2 separate regions of the Sus scrofa genome follow, and region 2 is linked to region 1. The links are chromatin contacts, called in public Hi-C maps. All regions are on one chromosome and are shown on one strand. Each heading gives the region's core, a stretch centred on a gene start, on an enhancer-like site or on the middle of the called end of the contact. The rest is flanking DNA. Distances are from core to core; before and after follow the strand shown.

The links. Hi-C and Micro-C count contacts between places; a contact is called where the count stands out from the background.
Region 2: a contact with region 1 is called in a Hi-C map of alveolar macrophages, with 1.7 times the contacts expected there. The contact joins the enhancer-like site here to the promoter of ARHGAP22 in region 1. A contact is called at or near these places in 1 of 5 promoter capture datasets (liver), 9 of 47 Hi-C or Micro-C datasets (alveolar macrophages, blood, fetal heart ventricle and 3 more) and 1 of 2 datasets of contacts at active chromatin or transcription factors (alveolar macrophages).

Annotation. Positions count from the first base shown.
Region 1 is chr14:89,330,050-89,332,749 of Sscrofa11.1, forward strand. ARHGAP22 (rho GTPase-activating protein 22) reads right to left here and starts at 1,339. Exons shown (of 11, transcript XM_021073072.1): 1 at 1,109-1,339.
Region 2 is chr14:89,375,653-89,378,352 of Sscrofa11.1, forward strand. The region is part of intron 2 of WDFY4 (WD repeat- and FYVE domain-containing protein 4); the gene reads left to right. Among named protein-coding and RNA genes, the nearest start is that of WDFY4, 24 kb to the left of the region's middle. Within about 2 kb of position 1,424, at least 10 of the 83 cell types and tissues checked have an H3K27ac peak or open chromatin away from gene starts, as enhancers often do. A contact at or near this core is called in alveolar macrophages and liver, where this site is marked.

The sequences.
Region 1 (2,700 bases), core at 89-2,588:
TCTAGTTGGCACCGGCCCCAGCAAACGGGCTCACCGTGGGAGTAGGTGCGGGAACACCAGGTCCTTCTAGAGCCCTGTACCTGGGCATCACCTCACTCACAGGCATTATCAATATCAACAGCTAGAAAGCACTTAATAGGCACCCACAGGTATTGTTAATATCAACAGCAAGTACTTAACAGGCACCCACTGTGGACCACACACATTAACCTGATTCAAATTAACCCAGAGGTGACTATTTCAGTGGAACTGTGCGAGTCATCCTAAGCCACACGGTGTAACACGGTGCAGGTGGGGGGGGGGATTCGAACCCAGATTGCTCTGGCATTCTCTGCAGCCCCATTCTTCAAACTTGGACAGATGGTCCCGGTTGTCCTGGACTGGCCTAGCCATGTGTTCACCTTAAGGCTCCTCATACATCTCCCACAGGGCCCCCTGGCTTCCAGCGTGTGTGGGCACTGGGTAAAGAGCACCCCATCACCTAGTGGACACCTGGGCCCTGGCAGACAGGGGGGGGCGCCCAGACTTCCAGAAAAGCCTCCTGCGTGTTGCCCGGCCTAGGGTCTGCTCACCTGGTACGGAGGAGCCGGACACCTCCATTTCCGCTGCACAGAACCTGCCTGGGGATCCCTCTTCAGGGCACTGGCTGGAGGGAGCACCTTGGGCTCCCTGCCCCCTCTTCTCACCCCCTGGGCCCTGCCGGTCCTGGCCCTGCCCCCAGCCCCCATGTGACCAGCGGGCAGGACTAGGAGGAAGCTGCCCAGGCGGAACATTATCAATCAGGTCCAGGCTCCCTGGCTCCTCGGTGCCTCCGGGGATGGTGCGTTGATGGCCGTTCTTGGCCTGCTAAGAGGCTGCCGCAGACTCTGCTCAAGAAATGTTTCCCCAGTGAGGCTGACCTCTGCCAGAAAGGGCTGGGGCTGGGCGGCTCGCGGCGGCAGGCCTGGAGTTTGACTTGGTGCAGAGCGCCCCCTGGTGGGCACAAGCCGGCACTGTCTCCCACGCCCCTGGACAATTGCCTCCTTCACAGCCCCAGCTCTGTACGCATTCCTCCCTGCCTCAGGACCCCCCAAGCCCCAAATCGCCCCACCCTGATCTGCAGCCTCACCTTCTCCGGGCCATGGGCTGCTCGCAGGTGTACGGGATTCCTGGGGCTTCCTACACAGTCTTCCTCTGAGAAGCTGGACTCCGTGCTGCGCTGCTCAGTTCTGTCTTGAGTACCGGGAGGAAGTTGGGGCTGGAGAAGTCATTAGCAGGGGAGGAGCCCTCAGGTTGCGGAGGGAGGAGCTGAACCACTTCCCAAAGTTCCAGCATCACCAAAATCTCCCCCATTCTGTGGATAGGGAAAGAGATCAGAAAGGTTCAGTGCGTTTTCCAAGGTGACGGATTACAAGCGACATCCCTGCGATTTGAAATAAAGGCCAGTTGATTCGAAAGCCAAGGCCAAGGAGGGAAGCAGGCAGATGGCCCTCCATGATCTGCCTCTCAGTGGAGCTCTGGTGGACAGAGAGCCCTCTCTCCAAGGGTGGGCCGGTCTCCTCTTCACCTGGACTCAGAATGGCCCCACTCTTGTTCCTCCCTGATGAATGCAGGGGAGGCCGGCTATGGCCTGGTAGCCTTGGAAAGCCTGATTCGGCATCTGGGCAGAGCCAGGGCTGGGGTAGAAGCTCGGTCAGGCCAGCCTCAGGAAGGTGGTGATGGCAGAGGCAGGTGATCACCCACCCTAAGTATGCGGTAACCTCCCACTGGCCCCTGGAGGCTCCTGGGAGTGAGGCAGGGTGGACCTGGGTGGAGAGGAGTTGCTGGTACAGGTCCTGCTGCAAGGACAGAACTCAGGGCTTTCTGAAGAGCCAGGTGTAGCGTCCTGCTCTTGGACCCTCCTACTGGGAATTGAGTTGGCAATCAGCAAACTAGGCCTTCTCTGTGCTTGAATGGAGGAGGGCTAACTCTCTGTTCAGACCTGCTGGGGGAGGTGGTGGAGCTGGTGTGGAAAGAATAAGGGCATTAGAGTCAAGCAAAGTTGAATTTGAGTCCTGTCATGGACACTTCTTAGCTGAGCCCCTGGGTAAGTTGCACTGTGTCCCTGCACTCCATTCCCCATCTGTAAAATGAGAATAATGCTGCTGACTCCAGGGTCTGTTGTGAGGTAAGTCATGCAAAGAACTCAGCTAAGTGCTCAGCTCTGGTCCTCACACCCCGATGCAGCCAGTGGCACTTAACAGGGATCTAGAAAGGGCTCGTTTCCTCCATCAGCAGCAGCAGCTTTAATTAGGGCAGTATTTGGTTCTCAAACTGGGATTCCTGCACAGTCTAATAAATTGTGCAATTTAATTTAATGTGATAAATTTAAAAATAAGACCATTTTAGAAGGTTTTATACTCAAACACTCTCAGGTGATTTTAGTGCCAGAGTCGCTGTCCGTATTTAAAACCCAATTGGCAGCAGGTGGCAGAGAATCTGGCAGAGAATTTCTTTCATGTGTGGCACTTAGGGCTCTGGTAGAGTGGGTCTCCAGGGGAGCCAGCAGCCCACATGGGGCTTCCTCTTGGGAGAGTTTTGGTGGTGGGGTGACTGGGTGGTGACCCACAACCCTCACCAGGAATTGGGCACCATCAGTGAGCTCACTGGCTTCCATAAAATCAGGGTTCTGTGTAGCGGTTCTGAGGGCTTTAGAAGCCCCCAGAAATCAGGGTGGTCACA
Region 2 (2,700 bases), core at 174-2,673, 46 kb after region 1:
GTTGGTTAAGGATCCAGCGTTGCTGTGAGCTGCGGTATAGGCCAGTGGCTACAGCTCCGATTAGACCCCTAGCCTAGGAACCTCCATATGCCTTGAGTCTGGCCTTAGAAAAGCCAAAAAAAAAGAGCTGGTAGCAGAAAGCAGCATGGGGAAAGTGGGAGGTTTTTCATGCTGAGCGGGGTATAGTGCAGGTAAAATCTGAGCTGTAGATGAAGAGTGAAGAAGCCATTGGGATATAAGTCCTTATGTAAGAAGTCAAGCTTGTAGCTCTACATTTTATAACTATAAAACAAAGTTCCTCAAGTTGTCTATAAAGAACCCCCTTAGAAATATCAGGACTTAAAAAAGATATGCCATCTCCCATGAAATGTGGCCATCAATGTCAAAGCCTTATGCATGAATTGGTTGTCATGGAAAGCATGCCCCAACTGAATTGAAACTACTGAATGCATCTAAAAGATGGGCTACTTTGTTTGGTGGAGCTCAACTCTCTATACCAGGCTCTTTTCACTTTGGATCCAAGGAAAATTAGGACGATCTGGAATATTCTTCCTTTTAAGACAATGCACACCAAAGATTCTGAAGTGTTGCTCTTGCTTGGGAAAGGCTATGTCCCTCGATTGTGGGATCTTGCCTATCTTATCCAGACTCTTTGTCAGTCAGAGCCAGCATAAAAGGGGTAGTCCATGTGTATTTAGGGCTCTGGCAAAGGCTGACAGCGGTGCATGCCCCACCTCAGTGGCTGTCACTTGCCTTGATTTAGTAAGTCTTGAGATTTGACAACAGGTCTTGTGAGGCAGTCTCCCTCAGAGCTGCTTCTTTGGAATGTTCTTTCCCAAAACTTCCCTTCAGCCTCTTTGACTTTCTCTTTTATGTGATTCTTCCAACCACACAGAGGACGAACTTATCCCTTATCCCTGTCATTGTTTACATGTAAATCTGCATCAACTTTAGGCAAATACAAAGAGTGGCTTGGTTGGTTCTATAGTAAATTCTAGTCCCATTGTCTCTGGCTTGAAGAATAACTCTAGAATTGTTAAGGAGTGAACCCACTGGACACTTTGGTGATTGTCATGGTAATAAAGAGTCTCTACGCACTGGAATCCCAGCAGGGAGCTGCAGGCTGAGTCAGAAACAAAGTTCTCACCAGGAACTGCAGGCTCTCCTCCTCCACCAGGCTCTGTCTCTTCCCTTCCCAGGTCAAAGCCAGGGCTAGTGGTTACTTGCACTAGTGGTAAGTAGTAATGTTCACCAAGTTCTAACTAACTAAACCAGGCATTTTGCTTGGTGTTTACAAGGCCTCATAACAGCCCTATGAAGTAGGTGCTATTTTTATCCCAGCTTTATAAATGAGGAAAGAGAGGTCTAGAGAATTGCAAAACTTGACCAAGGTCACCCGGTTGTTAGTGGGGAGCAGAACTGAACCTGAGCAGTCTGCCAAGTCCTGTGTTCTTAACCACTGGGTTCCCTTGGACAATGCTGAGGTTCATAGAACAGAGCACACGTGGTTTCTTTTTCCTATCCCATGATTTATTGGACAATGGCTTTGCCTAGCTAGTGAAACTGGCAGTGCTAACGGCCTGAACCTAGCCAGAACACCGATTGGGACTTGAATCCATGCACTGGGACTTGATCCCGGCCTAAACCCAGATTGGGACTTAAACTCAAGGTTTTAAAGTAGAATCACTCACCCTGTGTCTGGACTCAGGTTCAGGTTCTTCATGTCTCCACGCAAAAGGAATTCAGCAAGAGATAAAGTGATAGGCAAGAAATAGGTTTATTAGGATAGGACGCTTGTGAGAGATGCCAGCTTGTGAGAGATGCCAGCAGGCAGGCAAGGAAGCTCTGCCCCCAGGATCCAGTGGGCTACAGTTTTTATCATCCAAGGGGAGTGGGGATTGGAAAAGCCCACCTCTTCCTTTCTGGGAGTACTGGCTTCTCCTGGGTATCTGGTAAGGTGCGTATTCAAATGAGCAGAAGGGCTGTCCTCAAACTCCTACCCCTGGTCTGAATCTGAATGCAGACCTCATCCCATCCCCCACCTAATGACCTGAGGCAATTCTCAAGGCTCCACTAAGGGAGCAAGCCTGCCTTGTTCTGATGGCTTTTTTTGAGCAATTTATTGACTTACAGTGATCTCCCAGTGTCCCCTAAGTTTCCCTCATTATCTGTGGTCCTTTATTGGGACTTCTAAAACTACTTGTGTCTACTCCATCCCTATCACTAGTATCCATGTCCCCTTGGGTACAAAAAGTATCCTACCCCCTGCACAGGCACTCTTTGGGTAGCTGACTCCAGAATGTTGCAGACAAGGAAGAAGTTTTATTACATCACACGGGAAGCAGCACAGAGACAATGACTTCCCAGAATGCAGAGCAGCACTTGCAGGAAGGATTTAACTGATTATTTTTCTTTCCCTGCCAAGAGCTTTGGATTTTGGTCTTTCTAGAGCCTTCCCTATCATAGGATCTCACACCAAGGGAAGAAGGCATTCTTCTAATAAGCATGGGTAGGTTCTGTTTGCCTTCAGCTGTGTTTGCCTTAGAGGAAAGGGAACTATATGGGTCTTTTCATTGCATAGAGATATTTAGTAATAATAGGGGAAAGCTAGAGCTATAAATGTAACTGTTGAAGACTGTTCTTAAAATATGCACTTTGAGAGAAAGCAGGCAGTGAGACAGGGAATCCTTTGCAATTAGT